Linked DNA regions of Sus scrofa: region 2 is linked to region 1. Evidence: chromatin contacts called from public HiChIP or PLAC-seq data. All regions are on one chromosome and are shown on one strand. Each heading gives the region's core, a stretch centred on a gene start, on an enhancer-like site or on the middle of the called end of the contact. The rest is flanking DNA. Distances are from core to core; before and after follow the strand shown. Region 1 holds the start of CCDC88B (coiled-coil domain-containing protein 88B). Region 2 holds the start of STIP1 (stress-induced-phosphoprotein 1).

What was found. HiChIP or PLAC-seq counts read pairs in DNA pulled down with a chosen protein or histone mark.
Region 2: a contact with region 1 is called in an H3K27ac HiChIP or PLAC-seq map of alveolar macrophages. The contact joins the promoter of STIP1 here to the promoter of CCDC88B in region 1. A contact is called at or near these places in 1 of 5 promoter capture datasets (fetal skeletal muscle), 1 of 47 Hi-C or Micro-C datasets (liver) and 2 of 2 datasets of contacts at active chromatin or transcription factors (alveolar macrophages and skeletal muscle).

Annotation. Positions count from the first base shown.
Region 1 is chr2:7,782,772-7,788,597 of Sscrofa11.1, reverse strand. CCDC88B (coiled-coil domain-containing protein 88B) reads left to right here and starts at 3,973. Exons shown (of 31, transcript XM_021082875.1): 1 at 3,973-4,808; 2 at 5,091-5,233; 3 at 5,395-5,408; 4 at 5,411-5,505; 5 at 5,619-5,688; 6 at 5,765-5,823. The coding sequence starts at 4,383. It overlaps LOC110259241 (a long non-coding RNA gene), which reads right to left and starts at 4,637. Exons shown (of 3, transcript XR_002341448.1): 1 at 4,459-4,637; 2 at 857-960.
Region 2 is chr2:7,934,936-7,940,608 of Sscrofa11.1, reverse strand. STIP1 (stress-induced-phosphoprotein 1) reads left to right here and starts at 1,609. Exons shown (of 15, transcript XM_003353794.4): 1 at 1,609-1,917. It overlaps MACROD1 (MACRO domain containing 1), which reads right to left and starts at 1,484. Exons shown (of 11, transcript NM_001204770.1): 1 at 1,127-1,484. The coding sequence starts at 1,424.

The DNA of each region.
Region 1 (5,826 bases), core at 2,724-5,223:
GGCGGGGCACTGGGCCCCCCGCAGGCAGGGAGGGAGTACTGCTCTCTGACTTGGCCCTGGTTGGTACTGGGCTCTGGCAGAACCTAGCTGCCACCTGCCCTGGCCTCCCTAGATTGTACTTTCTGGAGCCCCAGAGCCCTGCTGTCTCTGGCCTGGGCGTCAGACCAGGGCTACCCAGAGAATTCAAAACCAGAAGGGAACTGGAAGTCCTTCTTGCTCCTGCCCTGTGTGGGTGGCGAAGCTGAGTCCCGAGGAAGGAGGTTGCAGGGAGACAGTGGCAGGTGACAACATCGTCTGTTTGTCGGTCTTTCTCTCCTTGCCTGCCTCTTGGTTCCCCATATTGGCAGTAGTTGGCACCAACTCCCCTTAGAAACTGCCAGAAAAAGGTATCTGAGAAGGGCAGTCATTATGGCACTGTGGTAGTAGCAAAAGATGCAGATGTTTTAAATCTTTGCCAACAAGAGACATTTGAGGGGATGAAAAGGTAGCATAGTGAAATATTATGTAGCCCTTAAAAAGGCCAAGGCCAGTGATCCTGAACTGAAATGGAGCAGATTGTGAAATGTATTTTGAAGTGTGGAGGGGTGTGTGTGTGTGTGTGTGTGTGTGTGTGTGTGGTTGCAACCACCTATTATAGACAGACTTGGGTAGCTACAGCTCCGGCAGGACACAGAAAATGCTAACGGAGCATTGGGGATTGGGGTTGAGAGTTATGAGATAGAGACTGGGTTTTTTTCTTTATATCTTCTTGACATTTGTTTTTTTTTCTTTTTGGCCACCTGGTGGCATATGGAGTTCCTGGGCCAAGGATCAGATCTGAGCTGCAGGTGAAGCAACACTGGATCCTTTAACTCACTGTGCCGGGCTGGGGATGAAACCTATGTCCTGGTGCTGCAGAGATGCTGCTGATCTCGTTGAGCCACAGTGGGAACTCCCTTCTTGATGTTTTTGCACATGCACCTGAAAAAAAAAATTTTTTTTTGACTGCGCCTGCGGCATTTGCAAGTTTCCGGGCCAGAGACTGAACCCACCCAACCCAAGCTGCTTCAGTGACGACACCGGATCCCCCGCTAGGCCACCAGGGAACTCCTCGAACATGTTTTTAAAGAAAAAATTTAGTCTAAGGATAGGGACCACTGCCAGCTTCTGATGAACCTCCTTAAATGGCTAATTGAGCCTCAAAATCCCAGGATCTCTGTGTCAGCTGATGCGGGAGCCCCTCCCCAGCTTCTTCCATCCTCCCGACCCCCCACCCGCCCTCCGCCTGACTCGGCTGAACTAAGTCATAGATCCAGCTTGAGAGACTGAGGTGCAGCCAGGCATGTCCCAAGTGACAATGTGAGAGCAATCAGCAAGAGCAATGTGGCAACACAGCCCATGTCTCTGAGGAGGCTCGAGGAAGGGTGTGACTTCAAGATGTTGAGCAAGGCAGGGGCTCTCGGCCACCAGGAGGCGAGGCCCCTGTCACCACGCTTGGCTAACACGGGGCAGGCGCGTGGGAGCACTTCCTGCCCTGGGATCCCTGGGGGACGGACATAAAGAGGCAGAAGATGCGCGGAGGGTCAAATCTGGATGAACTCAATATTACTAATGCTAAAGAGAACGACCACACCAGGGACCATTTAACGAACACTTAAGCTGGGTCCCAGCTCGTGGAATCCTCGCAACAACCCTCTGAGAGGGTTATCTGCATGTTCAGATGCATCTCGGGAGGCCTAAACAACCAGAGACGCTCTTCGGCTAACAACCCTGGCATGGTCTCCCGTTGCCTGGTCAGGCTACCACTTCAGAGCTGTGTGATTTGGGGTGTGCTCTTTTTTGTCTTTTTTTCTGCCTTTTCTAGGGCCACTCTCACAGCATATGGAGGTTCCCACACTAAGGGTTGAATTGGAGCTGTAGCTGCCGGCCTACACCATAGCCACAGCAACGCCGGATCCTTAACCCACTGAGCGAGGCCAGGGATCGAACCTTCAACCTCATGGTTCCTAGTCGGATTCGTTAACCACTGAGCCACGACGGGAACTCCTGGGCGTGCTCTTAATCTCTCTGAGTCTCAGCTTCCTCCTCTGTAAATTGGAGTGAATCCATGGTGCTTACTTCATAGCCTAGCCCACTGCAAATAAGTTAATTAGTGTAAAGTACTTGAACCGCGCTGGCTCATGGGAAGCCCGTGTTTGCACAACTGCCCCACGTTTCAGCAAATCTAAGATGTCAACGATTATAAAAGCTGCCACTAAAGAAAAAAGGAGTGTTGCCAGTTAACTATGTCCCAAGGCCCTTTCATCACTAGAATCTTTATTTTATACTTCCCGAAGGAGCTCTTTTTGACTTAGACATAGATTCTCATCATATATAATTCTGACGCACACATAAAAAGGAAAATAGAAGCAGAATACATTGTTTATGGTGTTACAGCTCATTCGCATTTGGAATCAGACAGAGGTTCGCTGTCTGCTTGCCCTACCACCTCCTCCTGTGAGGCGTCAAGAGTTCAGGAGAGCAGCTGTCCTCCCCAACAATTCATAAGACAACCCTAAACCCACCAGCAGCCATGGGAGTCCGAAGCCCGCTTTGCAGGCCTGCAGAGCCCCCTGACTCTGGGTTTCTGCTTTGGGAGCATTGCTGACAAGTCTGCTTTCCGCCGCCCGCCCCCATCCCACCCCACTCCCTGCCACAGGGGGGCTCCCACCATTGGGTCTTGGGGTTAAGAGTGCTCTGCTCTTTCCTCTGGGCTCCTCTTCCAAGCTGCTGATGCCCTTTCTGAAGGGTTTGATGCTTTTGAAGTGTGGGCACGTGCAAGCAATGACAACAATGTCAGGACAGCTGCCAGCCAGCCAGCAATTCTGCCGTGCAACTTGACTTCAGAGATTTATCCATGTGAGAAATAAAGTGTCTGGGGAGGTCCCTGGTGGCTTAGTGGTTAAGGATCCAGCATCGTCACTGCTGTAGCTAGGGTTCGATCCCTGGCCTGGGAATTTCTGCATGCCATAGGCTGGGCCAAAAAAAAAAAAAAAAAAGAGGGAGTTCCCATCGTGGCGCAGTGGTTAACGAATCCGACTAGGAACCATGAGGTTGCGGGTTCGGTCCCTGCCCTTGCTCAGTGGGTTAACGATCCGGCGTTGCCGTGAGCTGTGGTGTAGGTTGCAGACGCGGCTCGGATCCCGCGTTGCTGTGGCTCTGGCATAGGCCGGTGGCTACAGCTCCGATTCAACCCCTAGCCTGGGAACCTCCATATGCCGAGGGAGCGGCCCAAGAAATAGCAACAACAACAACAACAAAAGACAAAAAGACAAAAAAAAAAAAAAAAAAAAGAATAATAATGAAAATAAAGTGGGAGTGAGTTTCTATTGTGGCTCAGTGGTAATGAGCCTGACTAGTATCCATGAGGACTTGGGTTTGATCCTTGGCCTAGATCAGTGGGTTAAGGATCTGGTATTACCATGAGCTGCGGTGTAGGTCGCAAATGTGGCTTGGGTCTGGCGTTGCTGTGGCTGTGGTGTAGGCCAGCAACTGTAGTTCCAATTTGACCCCTAGCCTGGGAACTTCCATATGCCGCAGGTGTGGCCCTCAACAAACAAACAAAAAACAAACAAACAACAAAAAAGTGGGAATCGATGAAACATGAATAATGTCTGGGCTTTACGCTGGCCGTGCTTCCAGCTGAGGCCTTGCACTATCTGTTGCAGCTGCTTGGATGTCCTTCTCTCTTCCCCGCTTTGCCCAGGTAACCCGGTCCTCCCAATCTCAGCTTCATGTCAGCCGCCCTCCCCCTGCCCTTCCTGATCATCCCCCTGCCGTCAAGCGCCCTCCCTGTCAATGCCTGTAGCACAGCTGCAGTGTTACATTGTGTGTGTGTGTGTGTGTGTGTGTGTGTGTGTGTGTGTGTGATTTGCATAGCTGCCTCCCCAGGGTACTGTGCACCCATGGGGGCAGGGACTATGTGGCTTTTTACCGCATCTCAGTACCCAGCACGGCGGCCCACACGGAGCCTCATAGTGAGCTGCGGGGTGTCCTCCTGGCCTCCTGGTTTGTCCATGAGGCATGTCTCTGGTCTCTGCATCAAACTGCTTCCCTCAGAGGCTGGATTCCAACCCGCTTTTTTTACAGACAGGAAAGAGAGACCTGTGAGGTCCCTAGCCCCCAGGCCAGATGTCCTGTCTCTGTCCAGTGTATAGAGAATAAGGGGGGGGTAGCCCCTCTGGTGAGGGCTCAGAGGGGGTCTGCTGCGGGGGGTGGCATCTCCCAGCTTCACGGGTTGGGAGGGTGTTTGGGATAAGTTTGAGGAGCAACAGAGGGAGAGGGGAGCCGGGCAGATCAGAAGAGGCAGGTGTGGGCACCTAGACGCACCATGTGAGGCCTGGAGCCCCTGCAAAGGCCCTGAAATGTACAAGGCCGAAGTGGCCCTCGCGGGTTTCAAGTTGGGCAAAGGAGGCCCAGGGAGGGGAAGGACTCACCTACCCTTGTCCATGGAGCCAGGAGAGCCGTGGGCCTTGCTCCTGGGGAGCCCTGACCCTACTGCTAATCCCTGGGCCAGCACTGTCGGAGATGCTGGGAGGATGTGGAGTGGTGGGGGCGGAGGCAGGGTGGCGAAGCAGGAGCCTGGGGGTGCACGGCCTGCCAGCACCCGGAAGGAGGAAGCTAGCTGCACAGGGTGTCTGTGGCTGGGGCCGGGATCCCCACCCGGGGACTTCCTCTTCCTCTCACGGCAGGTGCAGCTGCCACAACAGGACCAACACCCTGACCCCGTCATGGATGGGGGCAAGGGGCCCAGGATCAGAGACTTCCTCAGTGGGAGCCTGGCCACCTGGGTGAGGGGGCAGGGGGAGGGGGGCTGGGGAGGGGAAGTGAGCAGCTGGGAGGGGCTGGTGTGGGGGTGGGGAGGAGCGGGGCAGAGGGGGCCTGGAGGAGAGGGGTGGGCTCAACCGAGGATGGAGGGGCAGGGAAAGGGGTCCAGACCCCGGGCCACTGGCATTCAGGGAACTGGTGAGGAGGGGCTGCGTGGGCTCGGGGGCAGGTCAGAGGCTCTCGGGAGTCGCTCAGCTGGTGGAGGGCTCCCACCCAGGCCAGCTGACTCCTTTCTGTTCCCACAGGCGCTGGGACTGGCTGGGCTGGTGGGGGAGGCTGAGGAGCCAGAGGGGGAAGCAGAGGAGGAAGGAGATGGGCCCCTTTGTCCGGAGAAGAGGTTCTTGCGTCTCAGCGATGGGGCCCTGCTTCTCCGGGTGCTGGGCATCATGTAAGGGGCACAAGAGAATGACCCCGGCAGCTCCCTAGGGGTTTGAGGGAGGGGGCCTGGCATCCTGGTGGGAGGAGCCTGAGGGGCGGTGGGCAGAGCCTGGTTTAGGGGAGGCGGGTCCTGGATTTTCCCTCCCATCTATCACCTACCTGTGCCCACAGTGCCCCTAGCTCCCGAGGGGCCCTCGAATGACCAGAGGCCATGAGGGGCCCGTAGCCTGGCGGGTGTGGAACCTGAACCACCTGTGGAGCCGACTGAGGGACTTCTACCAGGTGAGGGATCTGGGGAGGCCGAGCCTGGGACCCCCCCCGCCCCCCCCCGCCCCCCCCCCCCCCCCCCCCGCTTCGGGAAGGCCCTTCCCACATCTCCTGCCCCTCCTCCGCAGGAGGAGCTGCAGCTGCTGATCCTGTCACCACCACCAGACCTCCAGACTTTGGGGTTGGACCCCTTCTCAGGTGCTCTCTCCCACCACCCCTTCCTGCTTGTACCCCTTCCCCTGCCCGTTAACCCCTTGTGGCTTGTGCCCTGCAGAGGAGGCGGTGGAGGAGCTAGAAGGCATCCTTAGGCTATTGCTGGGGGCGTCCGTGCAGGTG
Region 2 (5,673 bases), core at 360-2,859, 150 kb before region 1:
TCCCCGGGAGGGTGCCGCAGTTCCTGACAGGGGCAAGTCATCTTGAACTCCACCTCCAATCCCGAGAGGACGCCGTCTGCTGGCCCCCAACCACACCCCGCCCCAGGCCTGCCTTCCCAGCCCCATTGGCTGAAACCCACTCCACCACATGGGCCCAGCCAATGAGCTGCCGTCCCTGCCCTTTTGAAAGGGGATCCAGCCGGGAATGGTCACAAGAGCCCAGGGAGCAGGCCCTGAAGGGCAGGGGCAGCTGGGGCTATTTGCGGCTCCGCAGGTCAGGTTGCTTTGCCTTCCCTGTTCGGTCCAGGCCCAGAGTCCAGCCCTGGGCCTCATGCCCACCAGGACTCATGCCCTGCCCCTGAGCAGGAGGAAATGGCTTGATTCCTGGGGGTGGGCGGGAGGGGGTGTCACTGTTCTCAGACAAAATGCACTATCTCTGCCATGCCCTCCAGCTCCTCTGCCCTGTGCTCCCCAGGAATGAGACAGAAACTGCTCACAAGTGGCCAGAGGCCAGCGATAAGGGCAAAAGGGCACCAGACCACGTGCCCAGAGAGGCAGGCTCCCAGGGTAGCGATGGGGGGGATCCCGCCTGCACAGAGAGGCCCCTCCTCTTGGCCATCTGATCCCACCAGGTGGGACACCAGCCCCAGAGCTGTTCCCTCTGCCCATTCCCTGCCACTCTGCCTAAAATGCCATCACTTGAGAAACCGTACTTTGCAAAGCCTGGGGAGTTCAGAGCCTTCTTTCAGATCTGAAGCAAACTCCGAGTGACCTTGGGCTCCTGGGTTCAGGCACTGAGCCTCAGTTTCCCTTCTGCACAACAGAGTAGGCAGCAGGCCCTCGATGATCTCCGCAGGTGCCGTGTGACCCATCCCAGCGAGGGGAGGCCACCCTCCTCACACACCCCTCGACTGGGGACCTAGACCTGGTCTGGTGCTAGGTGGTTCAAGGCACTGGGCACATGGGGGGCGTGGCTGTGAAGGGGGGGTGTCCCTACCAGGGGACAGGGGGTCTTAACTTCCCCAGGTCTCTGGGGTGGACGAGGCTGCTGGTGGGGTGCCGTCCAGCCGGTGAAGGCCCAAGTAGGGCTGCCCTCGGCCCTCGCCCCCCTCCTGCTTACACTTACATTTTGCCTCCTTCCAGTCGGTGGAGGTGCTCAGGTCCACCTTCGCCGCCATGGCCAGGGGGGCCCAGGTGCGCACCCCGGCTCTCCGCCCCACTGCTGCCGCCCCCCCAGCCCCAACTCCCGCTGGGGTCCGCGCGCCGGAGTCGTACGCGCCCAGGGACGCCGGGGGACCGCACGCACTGCTGCGGGTCCGCGTGGCACCCGCTGAGGGGCCGGGCCAGGGGCGCGGGGCGCCGAGCAGCTGCCCCGCCGCGCGCAGCTGTGCCAGGCGGCCGGACACTCGGCTCTGCAGAGACATGAGCGGGCGGCGCAGGGCGGCTCCCCGCCCACTTGGACTCTATTTACGGTGCTAGGAGAGTCTCTCCCTTATTTACACGGGGACCGGGTGGCTCGTGCCAGCCCGCGGCGACCTGCTCGGGAGCCAGCGAGCCGCGCGGCCAGAAAACCCGGGCGCGCCGCTGGGCACCCTGGAACTTGTAGTCCCGGCCGCCGGAGGGGCCCGCACACTCCTATACACACGTGCGCGCCCCGCCTGGGCCTGCGTGGGTCGAGCCGCACGCAAGCCCTGCTCTCGGAGGGTCGCCGGCAGCCGTGCGCTCTTTCGGGATTGGCCCAGCCACCGCCAACTTCCTGGGCCGAGGCGCCTCCCGCGCGCGACCCCGGCCCCCCTCCGCCCCTCGGTACAGAGCCGAGCGCAGCTCCCCAGGGGTCAAGCGGCCCCACCCTGTCCCCAGTTCCTGAGAGCCGCGGGTCCCAAGCGGCCCTGGGAAGGTGACGAGTGGCACGAACAGGTATGTCCGGTTGGGCAACTTTCCCCAGGCCGCTGAGCGGCTGCCTCTTAGCCCCAGGGGCAGAGATGCGCGGGGCCGCGCGGGGCCGCGGCTGGAACCAAAGCTAGAGCAGCTGAGGAGGCAAAGCTGGAAATCTTGGAATTTGAAGGCAAAAAACTAGAGCTCCAAGAGCGTTCTTGGGTGGAAGAATTGGGATGATTTTTTTCTTCATATTTTTCCTAATTTCTTACAAGGACTGTAAAGGTAGATTTTTAAAATACATTGTCTTTCTATACCATTTTATTATTGGATAAATATAATAGTGCATATTTTTAAAACCTGGGACAAGGAGCCAGGGTTCCAGAGAAGGTTTTAGTACCAGCTCTGCTCACTCTTACCCTTGTGACTTGCTTCTTGGGCTGTAAATTAGGAGGAAGGATTTCCTGATGTGGCTCAGCGGAAACGAATCTAACTAGTATCCATGAGAACGCAGGTTCCATCCCTGGCCTTGCTCAGTGGGTTAAGGATCCAGCGTTGCTGTGTGTAGGCCGGCAGCTACAGCTCCGATTCGACCCCTAACCCAGGAACCTCCATATGCCTCTGGTGCAGCCTTATAAAGACAATTAAAAAAAAAAAATTAGGAGGAAGACATAGTTCAGGTCTAGCTGGTTGCAGACCTGCTTCTGTGTACCTGGCCTCTCTGGTGCTGTGTAGCAGGAACCCTGGACAGGACTGCAGGGAGGATCACAGAACAGCCCCCTGTGGATGCAGCTGACGTCACCATGGTTCCCAAGAAAGGATCAGCAGCAGACCTGTAGACCGGGAGGTAGACAGTGATCAGCCCTGGGAGGGAGGGTAGAGAGGGACCATCATAAACCAGGGGACAGGAAGCCACTTGTTGCTTCTCCAGTAACTCAGCCGTGTAAGAAGGGCCTTGCCAACTGCATCCAGGACAGCAACCACCCACAGGGTACGAGGTACCAGCCCTTGCCAAGATAAGCCCTCTACAACCATTTGCTCTCCCTTTCTTAACTCAATATGTGTTCCTGGCGAGGCAGCACTGCCCCAGAGCACAGATAAGAAGCCAGGACTGGCTCAAGGCCAACACGGCCTTTGAGGGTCAGAGCCCAGGCTGAGCTCAAGGTTGTTTGGTTCCCATCTGTGGTCTGGAAAGTCATTAGGCAGATGTAACTGATTCAGGCAATGAAGCATGTGGGTGACCCTGTGTTTGAGTTTCCTATTGTTGCTATAACAAATTATCATAAATTTAGCAGCTTAAAGAACAAACAAAATTCATTTTCCTAAAGTTCTGTAGGTTAGAAGTCTGAGCTGAGTCTCACTGAGCTAAAATCACGGTGTCAGCACCAGCTTCCAGAGACCACCCCCCTTCTTCGACTCTCGGCCCTCTTCCTCCATCTTCAAAGCCAGCAGTGTCGCATAACTCAGACCAGTCTTCCCTAGTGGCTTTTCCCTCTGACTTGCTTCTGCTTCCCTCTTGCATTTTTCAAGGACCTGTGCGATTACGGTGAATTCACCAGGATAATCCAGGATCATCTCCCCACTTAAACTCCGCTGATTAGCAACCTTAATGCCATCTATGCCCTTAACTCCCTTTTGCCCGTAAGGCAGCATATTTACAGGCTCCGGGGATTAGGATGCAGACATCTTTGGGGGTCGTTATTCTACTTACTACACCCTTCCTGGCAAAGTCTAGGGAGGAGGACAAGGAGAAGCAGGGAACCCGGCAGTAGAAACTCTCAGTGCCTATCAGGAGGCTGCCTTCTGTATGGTCTGAAATTCGTCTCCCAAGGCTAGGCCATTGAATCACCCTGGACATCCTGGGCATCTGAGTTGGTTTGTCTGTTTTTCTTTCTTTTTTTTTTTTTTTTTTTTGGCCACACCTGCAGCATGCAGAAGTTTCCAGGCCAGGGGCTAAACCCACACCACAGCTGTAACCAGAGCCACAGCAGTGCCAACACCGGATGCTTTTTTTTTTTTTTTTGCTTTTTAGGGCCACATCCACGGCACATGGACATTCCCAGGCTAGGGGGCTAATCAGAGCTGCAGCTGCCAGCCTGCTATGCCACAGCCATGCCAGATCCAAACCACATCTGCAACCGACACCACAGCTCATGGCAATGCCAGATCCTTAACCCACTTAAAGATCCCATCCTTAATGCCAGAGATCGAACCCACGTCCTCATGGATATTAGATTTGTTTCCACTGAGCCACTATGGGAACTCCCGTTTCTTTTTGCCAGGATTTAGCTCTGTTCTCACACAGCAGTCAGGATGGAGAAGGCCCCAGCCATAGCCCACCAAGTTCTGGTCTAAAGAGAGACTGGGCCCCACACTCAGATGGGTCTAGGCAGGGAGGTATGGTTCTGACTTGGCAAGGCAGGACCTCTTCACAGAGTTTCAGCCCTGAACCTTTTATTTACTTATATATTTTTGGCCTCACCTGAGGCTTGTGGAAGTTCCCAGGCCAGGGATCGAACCCACACCATAGAAGCAATCCAAGGCATAGAAATGACAACACCAGATCCTTAACCTGCTGCACCACAAGGGAACTCTCTCAGCTGGACCTTTTAGAAAAGGTAAAATTTTGCCTACCAAAAATGTGTGTGTCAGGAGCATTCCAGGCCAAGGGACCCACAGAAGCCAAATGGTGGAAAAGTCTATGGAATGCTGAATTTTAGGTGGGGCCATAATAGCCGGTGTTATCTGTTGAGGATTTTTAATGCTGGAGAGGGGCTTTCATACAGAGAAAAGCTAGCTGCTACTGCCTGTGTTTAAATTAACACTGTATTTATTAAAATTATAAATTTAAAAACTAGTTTTTCTTAAACATCCAAATGCAACTTGCAAATCTAGTTTTCTATTTATAAATCTGATTTTTGTATAAACATAAGAACAACTACCTTCATTTAGTCTTTGGTGAATATTTAATTAACTCACAGGTTCAACAGATTAAATTCTAAAAATGAACGCCAGTTACAAACTTAGGTAATTAAATTCTTTAATAGATTTTAAACTGCATTCTACAGAGTTGAAATAACTTGTCCTGGGAGTTCCCGTCGTGGCTCATGGGTAGCAAACCCGACTAGTACCTGTGAGCACACACATTCGATCAGTGGGTCAAAGATCCGGTATTGTCATGAGCGGCAGTGCAGACCAGCAGCTACAGCACCAATTCAGCCCCTAGCCTGGGAACTTCCATGTGCCTCAGGTGTGGCCCTAAAAAGACAAAAAAAAAAAGGAAATAACTAGTCCTCTCAAACGCCTCACACTCTCAGCAGAAGAGACTTACACATTTAACAGGCATATTTTTTTTGTTGTTCATTTTTCTTTACAAACAGGGAGGGAACAGGGGGTGAAGACCCCTTCATTTCCCACCTTATCCAGCCCCTCCCAAGCCAAGCATATTTTTTTTATAATCATTACTAATTCCCATACACAAGTAGATTAAACTTATAAATATAGTAAATAAGTTCTCCTAAATACTCAAATGCTGCTTATGAACTTAGGTCTTTTTATACTGTCCCAGTTATTTACTGCTGCCTAATAAACCACCGAAAATGTACTAGCCTAAAATAACAACCAGGCCTCTGAATCAGCAGTTTGGGCTGGGATGAGCTGGAAGATTCATCTGCTGGTCTTGTCTGGGTCACACCTGTGGCCAGTCATCTGACCACCCGACTGGGGCTGAGGGCCCTGGACCACCTCACTCATGTGACGGGCAGTTGGTGCTGGCTGTCAGCGAGACCCTTTGGTTCT